Regions from separate parts of the Mus musculus genome. Here region 2 is linked to region 1. The links are chromatin contacts, called in public promoter capture Hi-C maps. All regions are on one chromosome and are shown on one strand. Each heading gives the region's core, a stretch centred on a gene start, on an enhancer-like site or on the middle of the called end of the contact. The rest is flanking DNA. Distances are from core to core; before and after follow the strand shown. Region 1 has its middle 48 kb from the start of Pglyrp3. Region 2 holds the start of Pglyrp3 (peptidoglycan recognition protein 3).

Region 1 (7,151 bases), core at 590-3,089:
AAAAAAAAAAAAAAAAGAATAAACTCGTTCTTTATATAATCAAAATAGTAATGGCTTAAGATAATATTTTGGTAATTTTAGAGAATGTGCATGTCAATTTAAAAAAATAAATTGTTCTTGGTGTCCTCAGATTCTACCTGTTTCCACATAATTGTGTTAGTTCTTGAGAACTTATACTTAATCAATTGCTGCAAGTGAATGCTCTTATTTCTGATTAATAAATAAATTATGCACATGTGACTATTAATAACTTTTCAAGCCTTCTAGTTACAAGTTCAAGAGAAACAACTGAAAGTGTAATTAGTCACTGCCCATGTTATATTAAAACTGATTATAACAGTCAAGTATTTGAGATGTTTTATCAACAATTTAATAATGCTCAAAGACAAGGTATTAAACTATAGCTACTTAAAAAACAAAGAAGGGGAGGAATTATATCCCTGTGCACATTAAATATTTACATCATAATTTTACTTTAAGAATTTTGAAATTTGGATGTCAAAGAACTTAATAAATGCCTTATAATATCTTAAAACTAGACATAATCATGTCTAGGTGAGATGAAAAGGATCTAGTTATTGGCATATGGCTTGATCCTGAACAGCTACCCTATTGGGGAAAGGGGAAAGCTTAGGTTCTCTCAACAGAATGCTGCAGAAGCATGACAACTGTCAGAATGATTCATGTGACAAGCTGACCTGTGAGTTCGCTAAGTGCCCTGACTGTGGTGACAACAAAGCTGAATTGGGTATATGTTTTTGACCCACCTTTGCTTGCCTTTGTCCCAGATTGGGCAAGCTAAGGTGGCTTGCTTTAAGCTTTTTAACCTTATGGGACATAGACCATTAGAGACCATGGAATCTGACTTAGAAAGATTAGTCATAAGAAAGAGTTATAATGATTCTTCTCTTTCCTTCAATGTGACCAGTTATTCTAACTCAATCTTGGACTGGACTAGTAATAATTCCAATATTAGAGATTCCTATTGAAGATAGCTAAAAATCTTAATTACCTAGCAAAGTTAACTTGGAGCTTATCCTATTTACATGAGAAACAGCCTTTCTGTTGATTCTCAAAGTCACTTCCCCCAAACTGCTAGGCAAGATTCTGAGCTTGATTGTTGCTAATTTGCAACTGAATAGAGTACCTGAACTTCCCCCAAAGAAGCTTTTATCCAGTTGCTTTTCACTATCTCAACTTTGTTTTTCAAGCAGGTCAGTCAACATCTTATAGCCTGATTTCAGCAAGTGTGCAGCCTTGCCTCCAGCAAGCACAGGTGGCAGAAATTCATCAATATGAAGAAGCATATTCAGTATACATTGTGGCTTTGGTCTGATTTGGGAATAAGGTGTGCTATGAGGGTCGGACAGTCAATGACGGGCAACCAGATTTCGGAGCCATATCAATCTAACGCAGAGGAATATGCCAAGAGGCCGTGGTTTGTTAATAATACACCACAGAGCCATGTTTGTGCAAAATAAACACAAACAAGCCGCATATGTTCTCCTTGACAGATAAGAATGGCTCAGGAAAATCTGAGATTTCCTAAAACAGGCGCAGCCGCCAGCCACCATAACTCCCAGGCAGGACTATGGAGCATAAATAAATTTTATGTCTCGGTCCAGCTATTTTTATTATATAATCAGGGGGGAAATTGTAGCCTCCCCCCAGCCTGAAGCGGGCTGATGCAAACCTTGCTGCCACTGAAAATGAGACCACCTGGGGTGGAGCCTTCAGACCTAGATGGCTCTATTGTTCTGTCACCTGCCGCTGTTCTCCTCCAAGACACTGCTACCTGCTGAGAGGCCCCTGAGATATTTCTGAGGCACATCCTATCCTATCAAAGGCCTTGATCAGAACCTTTGTCTTGGCTTCATTATCTTCTCTTGCAGTCTAAGTCTCTTTTAGCCCTAGCCTGCCTCCGAGGTGTACCCGGTTCATGTAGGCCGCAGGCCAGCATACAACAGTTACAAGCCTAATTTATATTGCTTATTGTAATTTCAGTTTGACACATAAAGTATTACAGAGCTATATTTGTCACTATTACTCTACAGAGAGCTTGATATTACTTGTATAAACTATGAAAATCTATAAAATACTTATGAGTACTTGTGAAATTAAAAATATGTCTACACAGTATTTTTACATGACAGTATATCATTATACTAATCTGCAGAAAATCTGCTAAATTGTTTAGGGTAGCCTAATGCCCAGGAGTCATAAGGCTATGTAATAATAACAGGAAAATGCATGTCAGCAGCAAGAAGCCATTATGGGATGAAGCCTCTTAGGACATTGCCTATCAGATCTTAAAATTTACAGGCCATGCAAAATGGTGTGCTATCTCCAGAAAAGTTACTTACTAGGCCTAGCCTCAGTAAGATGGCTTCTGACAGTCTGTGGGGATACAATATATAAAAAGTTGAAATTCAAACCTATTAGCTTTTTCACATAATATGTTAATGAGAAATGAAATTGATTTAAGAAAAAAATACTTTCCATGACAAATTTCAAATTCAGATTATATATATATATATATATATATATATATATATATATATATATATATCTTTTATCCTTCCAGAAAACAGTTTCCATTTTTGAAACATACTTAATGTATTCTCTTTTCTAACATTGGCAGTTTCTGTACAATTAATGCTTTTACTTATTTCACAGATAAAACACGGTGTCTTAAGGCTGTGTGCATGGGAGTATCTCAAGCTGTTTTTAATATTAATTACTACGCGCCCAAAATAAAGAATTTGATAAAGGTGTGAAGGTCTGGGTACCTGAAACTTTCCAGTTAGCATTGTCACTAACTCTCACTTTATAGCTATCTCCATCCTACTAGAATTAGTTACATACACCAAATTAATAAAGTAATCTACTCACCCAACAACATTTACCTATTCCATCCAGGTCTTTAGATTCTCTGTGTTATTAACATGTCAGCACATATGTGATTGCTTCTCTTTTTGGAACAATAAACATACATACAGATATTCTCGTCTACCCTCTATTTTTACACATAACTGATAAATACCACAGATTGATACAACTTAAACCACAATCCTGTTTGATTTCTGCAAGCATAGTTTTACCTATATAAAAATGACGCAAAACCCTTAGCTCTGTAATGTCCTAAATGTTTGAATTTAGGTCTCGAGACCATTTCATTCAGGGATTCATCTCTGATGGACAGAATGAAATGACCTTTGAAAACTAGATATTACTATAGACTGGAAGATGCAAGCAAAATATGTCTATGTCTCTGTACATGTTTTCTCAAATACAACATGATAACCTGCACAACCTGGGGAGAATGGTATCCATATGATATGTAACACAGTAGTACCTTGCTCTGTCCAGCTCTGCCTGAGCATCTTCCCAATACCAGTCTCTACTTCCAATTGAACCCATGGCAAATACTCAAGCTTGCCTCTCCCCAGATAATATACCCTACCTGTATTCCAGGCGATCTGCATAATCAGGAAAATAGTTGTGATCCCTGCACCAGTACCCAAGCAAGCTAGGCCCCCACAGAGCCCAGTAGATATAGGGTCTATTTCCGCCCTGCCCAAGTCCCATTGTCCTTCCAGCCTGTACCTCCACCTGAACCTGGGGCAAACTAACATGCTTGCCAACCCACCATGCAACACCTTACCTATCTCACAGTAAGTTTCCTGGAATTAAGAACACATGGATACTGGGACACAAGATGCCTGTTCTAATCAAGGACACAGGAGACCTGTCCTAACCAGAGACAGCACTGCCTGACTCCGAGGAGGTCTGCTCTAACCCAGTTCACATATCTCTACCTGCCTCCAAGGAGGTCTGCTCTAGTCTAAGCAAGTTAACATCAGAGATAATCAGATGGCAAAAGGCCAGCACAAGAACATAACCAAGAGAAGTCAGTATAACTAGACACTTTTATAACCAATTTTTTTCCTACCACAACAAGCCTGAGATACCCTAACATATCCAAAGACGCAGATTATGTCCCAAAATCCCATCTCACGAAAATTATTAAGGCCTTCAAAAAGGATGCAAATAATTCCATTAAAGAAAGACAGGAAAGTATAATCACAGAGGTGTAGGATCAACAAAGTGGTCCAAGGCCTAAGAATGGAAATAGAAACAATAATGAAATCACAAATGGTGACAATGCTGGAGATGGAAAACCTAGGAAAAGATCAGGACCTACACATGCAAGCCTCACCAAGAAAATACAAGAGATGGAAGAGAGAATGCCAAGCATAAAAGATACCATAGAAGATATCAACACATCGGTCAAAGAGGATACAATGTCTAAAAAGTTCTTAATGGAAAATACCCAGAACCTTTGGGACACAATGAAAATACTAAACCTAAGAATAATAGGAACAGAAGAAGATGAATATCACCTGTTCAAAGGGCCAGAATACATCTTCAACAATACCATAGGAGAAAACTTCAGTATCCTAAAGAAAGAGTTGGCCATAAATGTACAAAGATCATATAGAAAACCAAATAGATTGTACCAGAAAAGAAATTTATCCCATAATATATTAATAATAGTAATAATGATGACAATAATAACAATGATGATAATGATGTACAGAAAAAAGAAAGAATATTAAAAGCTGTAAGGGGAAAAGACCAAGTAATATATGAAGGCAGCATGATCAAAATTACAAAAGACTTCTCAAAAGTGAAGCTCAAAAGTCTGATGAGATATGAGACATGCGCAGGGTTTAGATTCCTGGATAGGAGGTCATCAGAGTAAGGACACAATAGAGAAGAAGAAGAAGAAGGTCAAAGGGTAAGAGAAGACACCATTGGTTAGATGAACCATAAAAATATCATCCTGAAGCTAGGATGATTGGAGCTAAGAGCAGTCCAAATAAAGCAAAAATATATAAATAATAATTTGGGGTTATCAATAGAAAAATGGATTCTAATAACATAGAGCAGTAGAAATCTGCCCAGCTGTTATACTCTTTAGGGCTTATATAATTGTTATGTATATCTTTAATCCAAAACTTCAAGGTCAAACGTGGGTTAGAAATTTTAAGTCATGATTTAAAATTTCTACATTAGCCTGTCATGACAGCTGAGTGTTTGAGACTATAGAGAGAGAGAAATGCCATTAGTTCAGCAGTCTGCAAGATTGGGGATGTATTAAGCTTTCGAAGGTAAGCTGCACGGTATGAAAATTCTGGAGCATGGCATATATAATGAACACACAGGGTTGGGAAAGCGTCATCATTAGGTAACCAAGACGAAACATCTTGCTCACAAGGATTTGCATTAGTTGTAATATTGTTCAGGAGGTAGCTTTATTTATTAACCTTGATTTGTTTGTTGTCCTTTATTTAATGGGTTAGCAGGGCTTCTGTATTGGGCAAGTCGATCCTTGCCTCTATTATGCTTGATGAAAAATATTCGTGATTTCTGAAGCAAAAGACTTTAACTATTTCTCATATATTTATTTTAAATGATGATTGCACCAATGTGAAGAACTCACTTTGTTGGGAGCAAATGGCAGTATCCTGAATGAATCAGACCTACTATATTTTTGATGTGATATACCTTATCACATCAAAAGGAAGCTTTCATAGAATCAAATTTTAAGCTGTGTGGCTAAAATAGTCCATCTGTAAATACCCATGTAAATACCCTTACAAAACTAAGGAGAAGTCTGTTTTCCAATATTCTAAAATATCCTCTGCAGTTTCATATTTGGGGAAATCTGGTGATTTTAATTGGCAGCACATGGTATTCACGTTTCATATTTTACATGAGCAAACCATTCATTTCTGCCTTTAGAATCAGCAAAGATTCCTGGATATGCAGACCTGGCAAAATTCTGTATCGTATCTCTCTGTTCCATGTGATGACTATCCACCACATACCAGAAAATAACCAGAAATAAGGTTCCAAACAGAGTATCTTGAATTGGACCACTTCAGTAGGTATGAGGTATAGTTTTTGACCCTATTATTTGAGAAATTTTATGAACATGTTGAAAACTTTTGTGCATATACTTGCACAGATCTCTATGAAACTTAATTTTAAAAAATGTTAGGAGTCCTTACAACAGGCTTGGCAAAAGGGGGAGACCAAGGAGTGAACTAAGCTAGGTGTTATCAACATTTTTGCTTGATATTAAATGCCCTTAGCATTCTTCATGTATATAGGAGAATAAGGAACTCACTTGGATGTGCCTCATATTCTTAGTGCACTGCACTGAAAGGGATGATGCCCAATCTGCCTTAATTCATCACAAAGTGTAAGGCCCTGTACACTCATCTAAAAAATTAAGCCACAAGTTGGTTTTATGCCATCACTGTATGAATGACAACCACAAAATTATACTACTACAAATGAGAATGTTTGTTGAGTTTTCCTATAACTCTTTCATATGCATTTCAGAAATAGTTACACTTGACAAGTGTAGAAGACCTGCCATCATCCCAGAACTCCTAAAAGGTACTAGCAATTTGTGGAGATTATACAAGGTAACTGTGCAGTAGACTGGCATCAACATCTTCACAGTTACATAGCCCCTGAAATGTATAAGTGTTCCTAATATTTCTTAGCCAGGTGCTGGCCTACAATAGGCAAAGAATCTGCCATGCAGTCCTAGGTGTTCCATTTACAGAGTGAGAAAAATCATGTTGGCAGTGGTCTCTAGAGTTGCTGACCACTCTCCCTGTTGGTGTCCACTGAATATATGAAGAACCAGCTCAGACTTTTTATCTCAACTGCTTTGCGACTCCAAAAATGAAAATAATTGTCTTTACACCTTGACAGAACTGCTTGGGTTAATTGTCAGTTGCTCTTGATTGAGTGACAGACATGCTCTCAATGCCTACCTTGATAGAGGCTCCACTGGCTGTGCTCTTTTATGACACTGCCCTGGAGCAAACAAGATACTAAAATTCAATTTGGAATCCATCCAGTGCTGTCATACCCTGCAAATCTGTATTTTAAGGTTTCTTTAATTCATTACAATGGACAATGCTATCTTTCATAATTTCTTTGTGACTTCAATTTACTTTATAGTACTAACCATTTTCATTTTGACAAAATCCATGATAAAAGCAATGTAAGGAATGATTGTTTTGTTTCACAGTTCCAGGAAATAGTCTATGATATCAAAGAGGCAG
Region 2 (6,395 bases), core at 2,178-4,677, 50 kb after region 1:
AGCCTCCCAGCAGGTAACAGTATCTTGAAGGGTAACAGAGGCAGTGGCTGAACAATAGAGTGATCTAGGGAGGAAGGCTCCACCCTAGGTAATCTCCTTAGTGGCAGTGAAGTCAAGGTCTGGCTCAGCCTGCTTCAGGCTGGGGATGGAGATAAGGTAGGGGGATGACAGAAGGAAGCATACCTGAGATTGAAATCAACAGGAGCACAGCCACAGAGGCAACATCCCACTAGAAGCCCCTTCATGGGCTAAACAGCTTTGTGGAGTCCTCTCTGTTGGCACACACTCTGTGTGCAATATTTCAATTATGTAAATACTGACATTTCCATCTGGCAGCTGAGGAAACAGACCCAGAAAAGAAAGTAAGAGTGTCAGATATCATGCATCCTGTTTGTTCAGTGCCATAATGAGACCTTCACCTTTGTATATGTGACTTCAAATCTTTTGAATATTATGCCATGGCAAGCTTTCTCTAGATTTCTGATTCCTTAAATGTTTAGCAGAAGTTAACACAGTTATTCAAGGTTCCCCTTATGCAGGTAAAACTCAGAGACATTGTGAAACAGATAACAGTATACTCTAATGACACCCAGTGATGCATGTGGAAATGCTTTGCAAATGATATATTCCTTAACTGATGGTGTGGTTTCAAGGTCAAAGGTTATATATTTCCTTTTAACTGACAATCTTATAATCATATCCAAAACTGTGGAAAACCTATTGTCTTGTCTTCCAAGTATAAGGTCTATAAATTCAGGCCGCCCAAAGGGAGGGCTTCTTTTAAAGGAGGTTTTTTTGTTTGTTTGTTTGTTTTGTTTTGTTTTGTTTTGTTTTGTTTTGTTTTGTTTTGTTTTGTTAAGGGCTCATTTCTGCTGGTTAATACATTGAAGCAACTGTCTTGATGTGTTTGTGGGCTGTGTTGTGGTCACGGGAGAGGAAACTCTTAAGCACCAAACAGAAACAAAAGCAAAAACAGAACATGCATACAATCAAATTATGACCTGATCCTAGCACCATGACAGTAAGTATGCTTTTTATCTGTTTCCATCTCTACGTCTAGACTACATCATTGAGAATTATTTTCCATCTAGGTAGCAGTCTGTGGTCCTTGAAACATACTTTCCTTGGTGTGTGGAAGGTCCAGTTTGGCAGGTCTTATTGAGTGATGCTATTGAATAGACATTCTAAAGGATGTGGCAATGCAGGTCTTCCCCAGTGAGGAGGGAGGAGCCTGGTTTATTCACAGGGTTTTCCCGAGGTACTGTAGGCCCCAGTCTTATTTCATTTGAGTTCATCTCAGTGTACTAAGGCAGCACTGAGCCTTAAACACCTGTCAGAGAGACCTCTCCCTGTCAGCTTCTCCTTGGGAAGCAAAGACTGAGAGCCAGGGAGGGAGTGCCTTCTAGAGTTACAGCAAACAAAGGCTGGAAGAGGAGACACCAGAGAGAAGAGGCAGGGACTGAAGGACAAGACTAAAGAAGAAAACCAGCAGATAATACAGGGAGAAGGGATTTCAATCTACCTTGCTGGGCTGGGACATCTCAAAGTCCTCAGGTATTTCTGAATGTGAGTGTTCTCCAAATATCCTATCCTTAAGAGCTAGACACCATCAGTGATCATCATATAAATATGGTGAGGGAATTTTTCTTTATCTGTCTTCTTTAAGCTGTCCCCCAAACAGGAAAGTTCTCCATTTGTCTAGAGAAATTGGGAACTAGTACTCTTTTAGCTTCTTTTATAGGTTGTTGGTTTTGGATTTGTCTCATCACAACTTTTTACTTGTCTTTCAAGCCTTGAAATGCTTCCTAGCTCTTATTTTATGTATAGAGGATGGACAGCAATGTAAGCCAGGCTTCAGCCTGTCCTGTCAGCTAGATGTTGGCAGTTGAGAAGTAGCAAAAAAGGCCACCAGTTCAGTGGCCTACACGATTGAGCCTGTTTTCATTATTCAGAGTTCAAGTGTGAGATTTGACAAGGTCAAGGAATAGCTTGTGACATTAATACTTACAGTTAGGGATGCAGAAAAGTTACATATGACCAGGATACAAATTTCCTGTTAAGCAGGACTGACAATTATTTCCAGTAGTTTTCAGGATGCAGATCCTTTTCTGGGAGATCAGTTGGCAGGGCTTCTATCATGGGCAAGTTGGTTCTTGCCTTTGATTTGGCTGATGAAGAGGCTGAATCTCCCTCACTTATATATGAGTTGCCTGACCCACTGTGATGAGCTCATTTGAGGTGGGAGAGGTTGGCTAACGTAAATTTTTCTGAATGAATGGAATCTTATGTGTTGTTTGACTATGTATGTGTATGTGTGCTTATTGTTCTAAAAACCTTTGTATGCTCAATTCTTAAGCTGTAATGTTAAAATTTTCCATCTGTAGGTATCAAGTGTGTGTTCAAACAGTGCAGGGTGATGACTATGCCATTTTACTTCAACATTCCCTGCATTGTTTCTCAACCAAGGAAAGTTGATGACTGAGTTCACAACCAAGGGAGTAGACATTTTCATACTAAGTGTGAGTAAGCAGATCTTTCCTGCCTACAAAAATAGATAAGATTCTCGGATCCACAGAGCATCAAAATAGTCCTGTACTTTACACCTTAGTCCCTGCTGAGAATATCCACAATCAGAAACAAAGGCAGAAATTGGGGTTTCCAGTAGAGGCCTTAGAATCTGACAGGTCTGGCTAAGAAGGGCAGTCTCTGTCCATACCCACTGGGAATTTTGAGTATGTGAATTAATGCTCTCACAGGTCACATTGAGGCTTAGTGAAGTATATAGAGTCCTCACACATTATTTGGACCACAGAATGTGATTAGTGAATGGAAATAGCTGGTTGTTATCTTCATGTTAGAGTAGAGATTGACTGATCATTCCTCAGTGACTTAGAATATGGAACTTAACTCTAGGGCTTTCCATACTTCTGGTTGTCTAGTGGAACTCAGTGATGGAGCCCATACCTGTTCCTATTTATTATTTAGTGCTTCTGAGTATTCTTCTCTAAACAAAAAAAAAAAAAAAAAAAAAAAAAAAAAAAAAAAAAGAGGAGTCTTACAGGAATTTTGTCTTATATGGATTTTTGTAAGGGCCAAATACAAACTGTAGCATGGGAAATGAAATTTATACAGGGTCATTACTACTACTACTGAAGGACTTTAAACATAGTTTCATTTGTCCACTGTGAAAGGCTCAGTATCAGCTACATTCACACCAACGAACAGATGTCTCCTGGGTCTGCAGAATATGGCTCTGGAGAGGTGGTCCTGCTAGATACAGACAATAGGATCCTCACATCTATGGAACAACTGACATCTCCAGTTGGACCTGAGAAGCCTGAGCCAGGTGCTGGCCCTCAGAAGGGACCTAGAGAGTAGGGAAACAAACAGAGTGTCATGCAGTTAGCATAGTCATTTTAACTGTCAGTGTTCTCTAGGACCTGTGCCCTCCAGGACTGCCAGTCAGACTCCATGTTGGTGTCCTGGGACCACCCTAAGATGTTGCCCAGGCTTCTTGGCTTCTTGGCTCTCAGTCTCCTGGCCTGTGGTAAGTTCTCTTTCTTCTTATCAGAAGTGCTTTTATTGAATTGCTCATAACTGTTCTTGTGTGACAGAAGTGTTCCCAGTATTGTCTTTTCTAGAGCATGTACAGCTCTGCCACTTGTTGTACTGCTCTGGAATTGACAATTTCTAGTCCTGCCAGCTGTTGTGATTTTCCATCTTTCGTGAGTTAATATGTGATTCTTATCTGATTTTGTGAAATTAGTAAATATTAAATAATCATCAACCACTTCTTAGAATTGTTATTGATGATTCAATTAGATATTATATTGATTACTTTTCTGTGACAAAATATTTAAGAAAAGGCTTTATTTTGACATGCAGCTCCAAGATGTATGTTTATATATACCTCCGCTTGTATGTATATATACCAGAATGGTCTGAAAACATGGTAGCTAGAACTTAGGGCGTTTGGTCACTTTGTTTCCACATCTGGAATGCAATGAGTAGTGAATGATGGTGCTCAACTCCCTCTTATTCAGTCTGGTCCCCCAGCTAATGGAATGTGCTGCCTAAATTAAGGACAGATCTTCCCAGTGTTACTAACCCAATCTGGATAGTCCCTTACAGACATGCTTAGAATTTTGTCTCTTCAATTATTCTACATCTAATCAGTTTGACTATAAAGGTTGAACACAGTGTTCAAATAATGAATATGAGGTAATTTATAGCTCTAATTGTCTCCCCACTTTGTCTTTGTCTTCGTTGTTATCACCACCACCACCATCATCATCATCATAGTTAAACCTAACACAGGGTGAACATTCATAAATAAATAATAATTGTCAGGGAAAGGCTGCCTTTACAACATCTCAATGTTTCACCCCTTTATAAAGTGATTAGACATGAAGTAAATATAAGTGAATTCTGTTGAATTAAATGGACCTGAGTTTAGTAATTTTTTGCTAGCATATTTTCACATTATCTGCCATAATGTAGCTATTTCTTGGCCTTCTACTCTTTTTTTAATTTTAATTGAGAAACTTTTTATTGATGTTTTAATATTGTTTGTTATAGATCTGCTTAAATGGTTCATTTCATCTTGTTTTACTTGTGGCAGGTCCCATGTATCTTTTTTTTTCTTTTTTCTTTTTTCTTATTACATATTTTCCTCAATTACATTTCCAATGCTACCCCAAAAGACCCCCACACCCTCCCCCCCAACTACCCTACCCACCATTCCCATTTTTTAGCAGCTAGAGTCAAGAGCTCCGGGGTACTGGTTAGTTCATAATGTTGTTCCACTGATAGGGTTGCTGATCTCTTTAGCTCCTTGGATACTTTCTCTAGCTCCTCCATTGGGGGCCCTGTGATCCATCCAATTGTTAACTGTGAGCATCCACTTCTGTGTTTGCTAGGCCCTGGCCTAGTCTCACAAGAGACAGCTATATCACGCTCCTTGCAACAAAGGCTTGCTAGTGTATACAATGGTGTCATCGTTTGGAGGCTAATTATGGGATGGATCCCTGGATATGGCAGTCTCTAGATGGTCCATCCTTTTGTCTCAGCTCCAAACTTTGTCTCTGTAACTCCTTCCATGGGTGATTGTTTCCAATTCTAAGAAGGGGCAAAGTGTCCACACTTTGGTCTTCGTTCTTCTTCAGTTTCATGTGTTTTGCATATTGTACCTTATATCTCGATATACTAAGTTTCTGGGCTAATATCTGCTTATCAGTGAGTACATTTCATTTGAGTTCTTTTGTGATTGGGTTACCTCACTCAGGATGATGCCCTCCAGGTCCAACCATTTGCCTAGAAATTTCATAAATTCATTCTTTTTAATTGCTGATTAGTACTCCATTGTGTAAATGTACCACATTTTTTGTATCCATTCCTCTGTTGAGGGCATCTGGGTTCTTTCCAGCTTCTGGCTATTATAAATAAGGTTGCTATGAACATAGTGGAGCATGTGTCCTTCTTATCAATTGGGACATCTTCTGGATATATGCCCAGGAGAGGTATTGCGGGATCCTCCGGTAGTACTATTTCCAATTTTCTGAGGAACTGCCAGACTGATTTCCCGAGCTTGCAATCCCACCAACAATGGAGGAGTATTCCTCTTTCTCCACATCCTTGCCAGCATCTGCTGTCACCTGAATTTTTGATCTTAGCCATTCTGACTAGTGTGAGATGGAATCTCAGGGTTGTTTTGATTTGCATTTCCCTGATGACTAAGGATGTTGAACATTTTCTCAAGTGCTTCTCAGCCTTTCGGTATTCCTCGGGTGAGAATTCTTTGTTCAGCTCTGAGCCCCATCTTTTAATGGGGTTATTTGATTTTCTGAAGTACACCCTTTTGAGTTCTTTATATATATTGGATATTAGTCCCCTATCTAATTTAAGATAGGTAAAGATCCTTTCCCAATCTGTTGAAGGTCTTTTTGTCTTATTGACGGTGTCTTTACCTTGCAGAAGCTTTGCAGTTTCATGAGGTCCCATTTGTCAATCCTCGATCTAACAGCACAAGCCATTGTGGTTCTATTCAGAAATTTTTTCCCTGTGCCCATATCTTCGAGGCTTTTCCCCACTTTCTCCTCTATAAGTTTCAGTGTCTCTGGTTTTATGTGAAGTTCCTTGATCCACTTAGATTTGACCTTAGTACAAGGAGAGAGGAATGGGTCGATTTGCATTCTTCTACATGATAACAACCAGTTGTGCCAGCACCATTTGTTGAAAACGCTATCTTTCTTCCACTGGATGGTTTTAGCTCCCTTGTCGAAGATCAAGTGACCATAGGTGTGTGGGTTCATTTCTGGGTCTTCAATTCTATTCCATTGGTCTACTTGTCTGTCACTATACCAGTACCATGCAGTTTTTATAACAATTGCTCTATA

The links. Promoter capture Hi-C pulls out the DNA fragments that hold promoters and counts their contacts.
Region 2: a promoter capture Hi-C map of embryonic stem cells shows a contact between it and region 1, with 2.3 times the contacts expected there. The contact joins the promoter of Pglyrp3 here to the enhancer-like site in region 1. A contact is called at or near these places in 8 of 39 promoter capture datasets (the HPC-7 cell line, cranial neural crest, embryonic stem cells and 4 more), 2 of 115 datasets of contacts at active chromatin or transcription factors (both in embryonic stem cells) and 2 of 9 other capture datasets (adipose tissue and liver).

The regions. Positions count from the first base shown.
Region 1 is chr3:91,962,957-91,970,107 of GRCm38.p6, forward strand. No RefSeq gene overlaps it. Among named protein-coding and RNA genes, the nearest start is that of Pglyrp3, 48 kb to the right of the region's middle. Within about 2 kb of position 1,840, at least 8 of the 459 cell types and tissues checked have an H3K27ac peak or open chromatin away from gene starts, as enhancers often do. A contact at or near this core is called in embryonic stem cells, where this site is marked.
Region 2 is chr3:92,011,156-92,017,550 of GRCm38.p6, forward strand. It overlaps Pglyrp3 (peptidoglycan recognition protein 3), which reads left to right and starts at 3,428. Exons shown (of 7, transcript NM_207247.4): 1 at 3,428-3,547. The coding sequence starts at 3,472.